Regions from separate parts of the Pan troglodytes genome. Here region 1 is linked to region 2. Evidence: chromatin contacts called from public Hi-C data. All regions are on one chromosome and are shown on one strand. The core of a region is the stretch at or near the end of the contact, and the rest is flanking DNA. Distances in the headings are between cores, read along the strand shown. Region 1 holds the start of HNRNPU (heterogeneous nuclear ribonucleoprotein U). Region 2 holds the start of EFCAB2 (EF-hand calcium binding domain 2).

Evidence for each region. Hi-C and Micro-C count contacts between places; a contact is called where the count stands out from the background.
Region 1: a Hi-C map of stem cell-derived neural progenitor cells shows a contact between it and region 2, with 3 times the contacts expected there. The contact joins the promoter of HNRNPU here to the promoter of EFCAB2 in region 2. A contact is called at or near these places in 4 of 7 Hi-C or Micro-C datasets (blood, induced pluripotent stem cells and stem cell-derived neural progenitor cells) and 1 of 1 datasets of contacts at active chromatin or transcription factors (stem cell-derived excitatory neurons).

Annotation. Positions count from the first base shown.
Region 1 is chr1:4,290,270-4,296,919 of NHGRI_mPanTro3-v2.0_pri, forward strand. HNRNPU (heterogeneous nuclear ribonucleoprotein U) reads left to right here and starts at 2,087. Exons shown (of 14, transcript NM_001280278.1): 1 at 2,087-2,894; 2 at 3,826-3,937; 3 at 4,022-4,095; 4 at 6,100-6,239. The coding sequence starts at 2,261.
Region 2 is chr1:4,182,439-4,188,233 of NHGRI_mPanTro3-v2.0_pri, forward strand. EFCAB2 (EF-hand calcium binding domain 2) reads right to left here and starts at 2,041. Exons shown (of 8, transcript XM_063809405.1): 1 at 1,556-2,041. The coding sequence starts at 1,894.

The DNA.
Region 1 (6,650 bases), core at 837-3,336, 110 kb after region 2:
CTTTCAAATGCTGTCTAAGGCAGCACAATGTAATAGAAAGCCCATTGGTGTGGGGGGTGAGGGTCCCAGCTTCCTGGGCAGTAAAATGAACAGGACTGCAGATCGATCTCCAGGCCCCATCCAGCTCTCAAGTTCTCCAAAACTTTTGGAGATAAAGCCATAGAACTTTCTTGTGAGCATCAAAAGTTGTATTTCATGTTTATTATTGCAACTGACTTAATGTTCCAAGAGTGACTGTTACAGATCTACTATATGTAGATATACAAACTTTGTTTTCATAGTTTAGTGTTTTCCAGTAAATGAAATTTGTTTTCATATAACTAATATTTAAAGGTGTAAATAATATCTAGGACACATAAATTTAAGGAACCATCATAATTGTATTTAACTCTGATTCATTAAGGGATTATCTAGTTTGTGAACATGTAAACCCCCTGTAGCTCTCTTCCCATTTCTGAACGAAGACAAAATTTCAAATTCCAGTTTGTGGCTTATTCATACCTTCAAAATTATAACCAAAGGCTAAAATGAGTTTCTGGTACTGTTTGGAAGTTTCTATTTTGGGGGCTATCCTCACCACTGAACTTGAACTGGGGATTATCAGTAGTACTGTACATAGTCCATTAATTTCAAGTCAAATCATTTCACAAGTGTTAATATTTCACGTATACATGACTGCAAGGTATGGTAGAATGCTTCATAAAAGCTACTGAAAATAAACTTCAAAAATAAAATGTATCAATTAGTTAAATCATATTAGCCTATGGGAGAAATTTCAATGTGTTTACTTCCAAATTTCAAATTAATAATGGGGCAATATTATTGTGCCACCTAGAGCACCAAACAGTGGGTATAAACCATCTCCTTAGTCAGATGGAACACTGGCTGGACACTGCAGATTATCTAGGGCTTAAGATGTTAACCTCTATCACGAATCTAAATTCTGACTTCCCTATCTAAAACTTCGAGAACATCACATCTTTTATTTAAAGAGAAAAAGTAAACTTCTAACATATAAAATAACGGATTTCTTTTCAAGAGCGATAGTCCATTTTTCTTTTTACAAAATCACAGCCCTTGATTTTTCATAAACTTTAAGTTTCAGAATAATTTGGTCAAGAGTATTTCTACAGGAATAGGAAGAGAATCAAGTGGGCCTATAATCAAAGACTTAGCTGGGTCTCACCCTCACGGTTAGCTACTGGGACTTCGTAGCTGATGACCAGGTCCTAAAGTGGACAGAACAAGTGTTACTGGAGGTCCGTCTTCGTGGTAGGTACAGAAAACTTGGAAATGCAATTCTGAGGTTTATTCAGGGCTACTAAGAGCATGAGAACAGCTGCCCTGCAAAGGCAGGTAAACTAAGGTTTGCAGTACGGAGTAGTAAGCAAAGCCTCTACTTCCCAGGCCCCGCACCCGGGGTGTGGAACAGACAAAAGAACGGTTCTGCCCTTGCCCTTCTCGAACTTAAAATCCAATTCGCAAGGCAGGACTCACACAAATTAAACCAAATACAGTATTATGAGGAAAAGAGCCGCTGCGTGTTAACAGTTGCCAATGTATGCTATACCAGTCAAAACTGAGATACGATTTGAAGGAGTTTTAAACGAAGAGCTGGAGAAACACATAAGAAGGCAGATCTAAGATGGAAGAAAAGGCGGATTCGGGTTGAAACGCCAAGTTGAGGACTGAAGAAAGCATTTGGATAAAGCAGCCTCCAAGCTGGGAAGGAGAAAAGCCAAACGAGTATAGCCACCAAAGACCCAGAAAGGCCAATATATCATGCAGTGAGTCGGTTGAACTGAAAGGCGGTTTCCTTTTCCTCCATTTGCTCAGTCCCAATTGGAAGCGCACTGCGCGGCCTCTACAGCGCTCTCCGCCCGGGTTCGGCGTGGGGGCGGGGAGGTAAGTACGGTAATGGGCGGGGCCGAGCGCGGGCGCGCTCCGGCTTTCCTCCTGCGCAGCGCTCCCGTCAGCGCAGGGGGCGGGGCGCCTATATTACGTGAGCGGCGCCGCTCCTGCGAGAGGACGTTGCGTGCTCGCTCGCGCCAGGCGAGTCTCCGCGTCTCCCTCGCGAACTCGGTGAAAGGAATTGGCGCCGTTCGACAGCAGGCGGATCCGCTCTGCAGCACGAACCCATCTCCAGCCGCAGCCGCAGCCGCCGCCCCGGCCGAGGAGCAGCCGCAGCAGCCGCCACCAGTGGCCGAGTGAGCGGAGCCGAGTTTGAGGCAGCGCCTAGCGGTGAATCGGGGCCCTCACCATGAGTTCCTCGCCTGTTAATGTAAAAAAGCTGAAGGTGTCGGAGCTGAAAGAGGAGCTCAAGAAGCGACGCCTTTCTGACAAGGGTCTCAAGGCCGAGCTCATGGAGCGACTCCAGGCTGCGCTGGACGACGAGGAGGCCGGGGGCCGCCCCGCCATGGAGCCCGGGAACGGCAGCCTAGACCTGGGCGGGGATTCCGCTGGGCGCTCGGGAGCAGGCCTCGAGCAGGAGGCCGCGGCCGGCGGCGATGAAGAGGAGGAGGAAGAGGAAGAGGAGGAGGAAGGAATCTCCGCTCTGGACGGCGACCAGATGGAGCTAGGAGAGGAGAACGGGGCCGCGGGGGCGGCCGACTCGGGCCCGATGGAGGAGGAGGAGGCCGCCTCGGAAGACGAGAACGGCGACGATCAGGGTTTCCAGGAAGGGGAAGATGAGCTCGGGGACGAAGAGGAAGGCGCGGGCGACGAGAACGGGCACGGGGAGCAGCAGCCTCAACCGCCGGCGACGCAGCAGCAACAGCCCCAACAGCAGCGCGGGGCCGCCAAGGAGGCCGCGGGGAAGAGCAGCGGCCCCACCTCGCTGTTCGCGGTGACGGTGGCGCCGCCCGGGGCGAGGCAGGGCCAGCAGCAGGCGGGAGGTAAGAAGAAGGCGGAAGGCGGCGGAGGCGGCGGTCGCCCCGGGGCTCCGGCGGCGGGTGAGTGCTGCGTTGTACGTTGCGCGCGGCGGGAGGCCCGCGCGGGGTGGGGACCGTGCCCCAGGCCTGCCGGAGCCCCGCAGGGGGAGGGAGCCCCGGGCGGGAGGGCGCCGCGGTGAGGGTGGGGGAGGGGGCGCGGGGAATCCCAGATGAGCCGAGAGGCCTCGGGCTCGGGGCGTGTGTGCGCGCGCGCGCGCGTGTGTGTGTGTGTGTCGGCGGTGGCAGCGCCTCCATTATGTGGCTCGAGAGCCGGGGGGAGCTGCAGCTGCCGCTGTAGGGGGAGGAGCCGCGGGCGGGCGGCGGGAGGGAGCCCGGTCGGCCCGCGGTGGCGCCGTCGCGCTGCGTGCGCGCGGTGCGGGCACATGTCTCGGGGGGAGGGGAGAGGCCCCAGGTCCCGGGGCGGGCGCGCTTTGGCGGCTCCTCGCCGCTGTATTGTGCAAGGAGCGCAGGGGCTCGGCGTGACGTCACTTCCGGCGGGAGGAGCCGGGCGGGGCGGGGGGCGGAAGATCAGTACAATGCGGCCGCGGGGAGCGCGGGCCCGCGGGGGAGGGGAGCGCCGCCGCGCCGGGCTCGGCCCCTCCCCCTCCCCGCGCCCTCTTCGGGATACACGTGGGCTTCGGGCCTGGGCCGCGCAGTTTTTCTTTGGCTTTCTCGAATCATCGAGGAGACTGGCAAAATTAGTAACGTCTTTAGACTGCGTCACTAGCGCCAATCGAATTCGTAGTTGATTGTTCTTTGAATTCACATTTGAGTCCTCGGTTAAAACCTCAGTTAAAAAGCAGGATAAAGTCGAGCTGCTTTGGTTCTCGGAACGGAAAAGCGTTTTTTTGTTGTTTAGAGGCTTGGCCTTTTATGGGGCTCGTGTGTGTTTCAGGGGACGGCAAAACAGAACAGAAAGGCGGAGATAAAAAGAGGGGTGTTAAAAGACCACGAGAAGATCATGGCCGTGGATATTTTGAGTACATTGAAGAGAACAAGTATAGCAGGTATAGGATGCTCACCTAGTTTTACTCATCCCTTACTCGTTCGTTGATCGGAAAGCTGTATCAGGAGACAATTCTGTCTTTCAGAGCCAAATCTCCTCAGCCACCTGTTGAAGAAGAAGATGAACACTTCGATGACACAGTGGTTTGTCTTGATACTTGTAAGTGAAGCTGTTTCTCCCCAATTATGAAATGCGGTGATGGTGGTTTTTTTTTTTTTTTTTTTTTGGTTCCAGAATGTTAGAAAACTTAATGCTTAAGTGCAGCAAAACTTGGGTTAGTTTTTTTAAAAGCAGGAAGATAATGGTTTACATTCAGAACCTAGTAGTTTAATATTTAGCACGTCATCAGTTGTATTAAGTGGATTATTTTACAGGCTCTAGGAGTTTCGTATTTTTATGAATTGAAAGTTCTCATTCTTAGGAAATGTAAAATTAATGCCAGTTTTTGATTAGCTAACGGAAACTTGTAACACTACCTATGATTTAGCCTTACAGGCTTCTACAATAAAGTAATTCATTTTTTTGTGGAATTATATTAAGTGAGCTATTTGGGCTAGTTAAATATTTACTAATGACTTCTCCCATTAGCACACAAGTATATTCCCTATTTTAAAAGATTGTAATACTACTTTTTCAATAACTGCTCTTTTGTTCTCAATTCCAGTTCAGTAGCTGCTGCTTTAAACATAAGTTGATTTCTTCCAAAGACCTGAGGCAGCAGCAGTGGGCTATCACTGGGCCACTAGCTTTCTTCAGCAGCGAATGGTATCAATGGCAGTGCAGCACTGTAAATAAATACTGCTACTTTACCCAGTTGGGTTGCAATTGAGTGAGAAAGTATCGCAAACCTCTAAGTGGGCTTTGACTGTCAGACTTGTTTTTTTTTTGTTGTTGTTACAAAAAAACGTAGTTGGTTTAGTGATGAGAATGTACAACTCTGGGTGTGATAAATAGACCAAAGGATAAAAATAACTGTTTCAAAAGTATCAGCTATGGTGTCAGCCTGCTGTGTTAGATGGAAGGCATTGGAGCTTAGCTTCTCATGTTTTCTTGTACAAATTGGCTTTATTCAGATTTGTAAGAGTGTCAATGTAAAAGTCTTTCTTACTGGAATATCCTTTACAGAAGGTTGAGATAGTCATCTGAGCCTTTTTAAAAGAAAAAACTGCAGGTGAAAAAGGAGTTAGTTGATTTGAAAGTTTTAGTGAAATTCTGGGTTGTATAAATAAGAAGTTGCTAGGAATTGGCAAGGTAGTGAAGTGGTGACTCACACAGGTAATGTAATTGTTAGATTTTTTAGCAAATCAGGAATATGTCAATATATAAGTACAATGTTGAATTCAAACAATCTGTTGAATTAAATTCTGTTAATTAGAATAATTCTAATTTAAGAAAAATTCCAAACTGTAGATTTATTTTTCTCTGATCAGTAAAAAGAAAATGAGTTCCAGCTTGACTTTAGCTGTTCAAGTGAGAAGTCTGAGGAAGTGCATGTTAATGAGCCAGTGACCCATAGGTAGCTGGGTTAAAGACACTTTGGATTTGGATAATCCGGGAAGCAATTAATCCCTAATTGTTGAACAGGCAGTCCTGGGTAAAGAGGACCTAAAATGCTGCACTATTAACAGCATTAGACGGCCAGGTTTGTACTTCATAGATTTAGGCTGTCTTCTTCACAAGTTTTAGAAAAAGAATTTAGGAGCTAGAGCCCTGGTGCAGGATCAACAGCAGCTCATACTCCTATTTTAAAATAATTTGATCGTGGCCTCCCTTCAGTTTTAATGTGGCACTGGTAAATCTACCTGGTTCTGGCATGCTTCACTTTGATTTCCTGCTATCCTCTACTGCTTGCCTCTAAATCAAGGTAAAGAGCAGAGCAGGTATGTATTAATGTCACATTGTCTTGATTATTTTAAATACTTAAAATATACATGTTAAACCTTGGTATTAGTTTCACAGGCAGTTTACTTTTCAGTACATAATTTAACAGGAGTGACTTGGTGGGAGTGGGGCTTTAAACTGAAAATTGGAACAACAGCATGATGTGGAGAAAAGTTGTGCAGCATTAAGTACATGCAAAAATTAAGTAACCAAGTTTTGTCTATATAGCAGATATGTTTACATTGGATGTCAAAAGTAACATAGTATTTGATATAATTACAGATAATTGTGATCTACATTTTAAAATATCAAGAGATCGTCTCAGTGCTTCTTCCCTTACAATGGAGAGTTTTGCTTTTCTTTGGGCTGGAGGAAGAGCATCCTATGGTGTGTCAAAAGGCAAAGTGTGTTTTGAGATGAAGGTAAATGCAATTTTATGATTTGTTTGTTTGTTTGTGGAGACAGTCTCACTCTGTTCCCTAGGCTGGATTGCCGTGGTGCAACCTAGGCTCACTGCAACCTCCGCGTCCTGGGTTCAAGCGATTCTCCTTGCTTCAGTCTCTCAAGTAGCTCAGACTAGAGGCACACACTACCACACCTGGCTAATTTTTGTATTTTTAATAGAGATGGGGTTTCACCATGTAGGCCAGGCTGGTCGCCAACTCCTGACCTCAGGTGATACACTGTCTCGGCGTCCCAAAGTGCTGGGATTACAGGCATGAGCCACCGTGCCCAGCCTTTTTTTTCTTTTTAAAATAGTGACAAGGTCTCACCATGTTTCCCAGGCTGGTCTTGAACTCCTAAGCTCAAGTGATCTGCCCGCCTGAGCCTCT
Region 2 (5,795 bases), core at 791-3,290:
TTATCTCCTAATGGTTTTTTTTTTTTTTTTTTTTTTGGTAAATAAAGAACAAAAATAAGCCATCCATTTTTCTGGGAAAGTTTTAAAATTACCCTTTTCTTTATATGTAAGGGCATCTTCGTAAAGGTAATACCTACAAAATAATCCTGGCTTCTCAGATTAATATTATATAAAAATCACGGTATCCTTGTTATCAATAGGGAGATCGTTGGCAGTTTCATGTGTTTCTTCGCCGATTTTCTGTGATCACCGGAACAAGTGACTAAATATTTCAGGGTTCGTTTCTTCCCTTGTAAATATTAGCTGTTAACTTGACCACACTTGGTTCTATGCTGAGAAAAATGGTTTGAGAGGGTGTTTTGAGCACTCCAGAAAGAAAACAAAGGAGGAATATTATTTTCACTTCCTACTTGTTTACCTTTACTGTTTCATGGTTTTTGGATACTTGTGGGTGACTGCCAACTATCAAACACAATTATTTTTTAGTACCTAAGGGCATGGTAATAAAGGATCGGGTTTTCATCATACCATGAACTGAAAACAACATGAACAGTCTTGCAAACAAACGTAATCACTTTTTGGCTTCTCCGCACAGGCGGAGATCGATGCCTCGGATCTGGCGACCTTAAGCCTCGAAGCGCAGTCCCGCCGGCGGCCACCGCGCCGGGCTGGGTGGTCCCCTGGGAGAGGCCCGGCCGGCGCACAGCGGTTCCAAGATCTCCGCCAGGTTTTGGTTTTTCGTCGTTATTAAAATTGCTGTTTGGGTGTGTGTCTTTTTTTTTTTTTAAGACAAGACACTAGGCCAATTGCGCGGCGCTAGCCGGCGGCGGGGCAGGCATTTCGGAGGACCGGGAAGCTCGGAGGCAGCGGCCGTGACCTCCACACCGTCCTCCTGCGTCCTCATTAAGGAGGCAAAATGGTGGCCGCGAACGCCATCAGGCTGCGCCAGGGCGGGGTTTCGGCGCAAACAGAGGATCCCGTCAGATTCAGGCGGCCAGAACTCCTCCTCACCCAGGCCACCCCCCGGGGCCCACAGCCTGGACAGCTACCGGCGTGGCGCCTGCGGCACCGAGACCCCAGGCGAGGGTGTGGAGGCGGCGGCGGCTTCCCCGCGACCGTGAACAACGACGCCATTATCAGCACCCCCTGCCGGCCCCTCCGGCGCAGCCCGCGCAGGAGGCAAGGCCCGGCCTCCGAGGGAGGGGGAAGGAGGACGGGGCGGGAGGAGGGGAAGAGGGTGAAGAGGGCGGGAGGAGAAAGAAGACGGCGGGAGGAGGGCAGAGAGAAGAGGGAGGGAGGAGGGGAGAGAGGCGGGGCGGGGGAGAGAGGCGGGGCGGGGGAGAGAGGCGGGGCGGGGCGGAGCGGCGGGCCGGGCGGGCTACGGGGACGGGGGCAGGGCGACTGCTGCTGCCGGGTGGCCCTCTCCTCAGGCCGCCCTTTCCCTGCGGGTGGGAACTCCAGATGGACGAGGGCCCACCCCACCCGGCGCTTCCCCGTGCAGCCCGGGGTCGCGGCGGGCGGCGAGGGCAGCGGCTCCCCGGCTCCCCTACCTTACCTTCCCTGTCTTTCTCGTCCGCCATCTTGCTGCGGGGCCGGTCGCCTGGGAGATGCCTAACGATAACCTCGGCCGCGGTGTCCCGGCCTGCTCAGCGCCCCGCGGCGAGCCTGGCCTGGAGGAGGGGCCGCTCTGAATCCCGGGGGAGGAAGACCCTTGGGCGGGGCGGGGAGGAGGCTCTGAGCGCGCGCCCTGTCCCCGCTTCCCGCCACGACCCTCGCGCTGGGGGAAGACCAGAGGGCCCGTCTGCCAGCCGGGACCCGGGCGCCGCGCCACCCGGCCCCCAGCCTTGTCCCTCCAGACCCGAGGCCGGAGCCGGACTTGTCCCGGGCCTAGCATGTTGCTTCATCACACGGTCCCCAACCCCTCCTTTCCCTTATTTCTCATCCATTTGGGGACAGCACGCGCGCGCACACACCCCTCGCCCCCTCCTGTCCTGTTTGTGCGACGTGGCGTTGCTCGATCTTTGTTGTTAACTGCAGATCTTGAAAAGCGCCGGAGAGCCAGGTGAAGAGCTGGGCTCCCAAGGGGGTGATAGAACCAGCCCGCGGCCCAGCCTCCTCCTCCCGCTTCCCATTCACAGCCCGGCTGCTGCAGAACGGCCGCGCCTGCCCTCCCGGTTTCTCCCGTCCAGTCTTCACCGTCCTTTCCCAGAGAAAGCGACAGCACAGCCTATGACAACCGAAGCTAAAACGGAAAAACTGGGCCGGGCGCAAGAGGAAACCAGAGCCATTCGACTATTGCTAGAGGAGAGGAATAGCTGCAGAAAAACATGCGCAAAATAGGCACAAACATTGCGTCGTCAAGGCTGCAATGTCTAATACAAAATAGAAGGTTCTCATAGCAACAAAAACGTGCCCATGTTGTGCTCAGTATTACATGCGTTAAAATGTTCTTAGTTGTGAAATTTGACATGACCGCTGGTTAAAGTTACAATGGAAGTTTTAAATCCCGCTTTCCGGAAACTTTGCAGCTATAGCATGAAGTTAAATTTTTGTCTTATTTTCTGGATAAGTTTACTGTACTGGAACATAGTAAAGCTCTTTTTATAAAGAGCTTTGAATAAAATACGTAATGATGTGGTTGAAACGAACACCTATTTTCAAAACTAATCTTAAATGGTATTTCAGTGCATATGTTGTGTAAAAGCAATTTATAAACTAAATTTTAAGAGCCTTCAAAATACAAGGTACTCGTATTTAATGACTTAACAGTTTTAATGCTTTTATTGTTTCTATAATCTCAGGAAATCCTAAAACTGACTATATTTTTCTTTATTAAAATAACTTTTTCTGTAGAAGATACCCATTTGGCGCTGTGATCAGCATTCTACTTGAAATTGAATATAAACAACTGAATCATTACAAAATGGCTCATGTTAGAAGATACTTAAAACGAATACAATCTTGTACAGTAAATTTTTAACACCCCAAAAAACGAAAAGTAATTATTAGCATTCATTTATATCTAAATCTCAGTCAATATGATCTAAATATTTGTGTTTAAAGACTCCCCCTTTCCATATAGATAATGAAGGGCTTTGAAATAAGTGTAGGAAACCCTAAGTTTGGTCTCAGGCTTCCTATTCATTCACTATGCTTTTTCGTGTGCTGTTTACAGTTTCCTTTTTCTGGAATGCCTTTCCCTGCTTTTTTCCCCCGCCAACATTTCAGCTTCCCACAGACAAACATTTGTGCCCTCCTGGTTGTCCTGCAGGATGACCTTTGTTTTTGTTTTTGTCTTTTGTTTTTCGAGACAGGGTCTCGCTCTGTCGTCCAGGATGGAGTGCAGTGGTGCGATCTCTGCTCACTGCAACTTCCGCCTCCCGGTCTCAAGTGACCCTCCCACCGCAACCTCCCAAGTAGCTGGGAGGAGAGGCGCGCGCCACCATGTCTGGCTAGTTTTTGTATTTTTTGTAGAGACAGAGTTTCCCCATGTTGCCCAGGCTGCTCTCAAACTCCTGAGCTCAAGCGATCTGCCGCCTGCCTCGCCCTCCCAAAGTTCTGGGATTACAGGTGTGAGCCACTGTGCCTGGCCAGGATGACCTTCTTGAAGTCACCTACTCATTGAAGCTTTCCCTCTCAGCCTTTTCCTCTGTGGCCCCATGCTTATAGAGCCTCCCACATTGATTTGCAGTGCCTTCGTTCGTTCACTTTATTTCCACCTACCAAACAGTAAGATCTTGAAGACAGAAACGGCATTATTCGTTCATATATCCCCGGTATCTAGTACAATTTTTCTGTTTGCAATAATAAATGTCTTTAAAATTAAGAAAGGAGTAAGTCTTCTCAATGACTTTTTTTTAAAAAAGACCCAGATTCAGCACTTATTGTATGTAAGACAGACCTTCCTTTTACATTACATTTTTCATCAGTAAAAGTACTGGGCCAGGTGCGGTGGCTCACGCATAATCTCAGCACTTTGGGAGGCCGAAGCGGGTGGATCACTTCAGGTCATGAGTTAAAGACCCACCTGGCCAACATGGTAAAACCCCATCTCTACTAAAAATAGAAAAATTAGCCGGGTGTGGTGGCTCACGCCTGTAATCCCAGCTACTCGGGAGGCTGAGGCAGAAGAATCGCTTGAACCCGGGAGGCAGAGGTTGCAGTGAACGGAGATCCGCCACTGCACTCCAGCCCAGATGACAGAGCAAGACTCCATCCCCAAAAAAAGTACTAGTATTTCATGTTAATAAAATGGAATTCTTATATAAACATATATAAATTAAAAATTATTTTAAGAGTTGAACAGATTTCTCTGCAAATCCCCCTATATTTTTATATTTTTTAAACTAACTGTATTCAGCAAAGCTTTTTATTATTTAATTTATTCCAAACCACATTAATCAGTATTTCTCTGAACTCCTACAGCACATTTAAAACAGTACTGTTTCTCTAGGTGTGGGTGAGTAAAAAAATATTTAATATATGTTAATTAACTTCCCCATCTCCTGACCCCACTAAGGTTTGAATAGGAGCCTCCCCCTTTATAAACCCTTTTTATATACCCACACTACCTAGCCTAATTGGGGCACATATTAGCTGCTTCATACATACTTTTCAACTGCCTAATTTGCTGATTAGGCATAAAAGTATATAATTCTGGAAAAGTCTCCACAAGGTGAAAATGATTATCCAAATAATAAAGGCCCACAATGCCAGTGAGTACATTATCTGCATTATGCTGATATTTGACTCCTTTCAACTCTCTTTGGTTGTAGAAACATGACCGATGATTATATTACACTTTTAACTCTTTAAATATTATTAGCTTGCTTTGGACTGTGGAAAACTAACTACAATCATTTTTATTCCTCAGAATATATTTTGCGGCCGGGCACGGTGGCTCATGCCTGTATACCCAGCACTTTGGGAGGCCGAGGTGGGCAGATCACGAGGCCAGGAGTTTGAGACCAACCTGGCCAATATGGTGTAACCCCGTCTCTACTAAAAGTACAAACATTAGGTGGGCATAGTGCTGCAAGCCTGTAGTCCTAGCTACTCAGGAGGCTGAAGCAGAAGAATCACTTGAACCCAGGAGGCAGAGGTTGCAGTGAGCCAAGATCATGGCATTGCACTCCAGCCTGGGCGACAGAGCAAGACTCCATCTTAAAATAGATAGATAGATAGATAGATAGATAGATAGATGTATATATACATATACATGTATATGTATACATATATGTATACATATATGTAGAGTATATATACATATACATATATGTATATATACTCTACATATATGTGTATATATACATATATACATCTACATATGTATATATATACATATATACATCTACATATGTATATATACATATATACATCTACATATGTATATATATACATATATACATCTACATATATGTGTATATACATATATACATCTACATATATGTGTATATACATATATACATCTACATATATGTGTATATACATATATACATCTACATATATGTGTATATACATATATACATCTACATATATGTGTATATACATATATACATCTACATATATGTGTATATACATATATACATCTACATATATGTGTATATACATATATACATCTACATATATGTGTGTATATACATATATACATCTACCTATATGTGTGTATATACATATATACATCTACATATATGTGTGTATATACATATACATCTACATATATGTGTATATATATATATACATCTACATATATGTGTATATATATATACATCTACATATATGTGTATATATATACA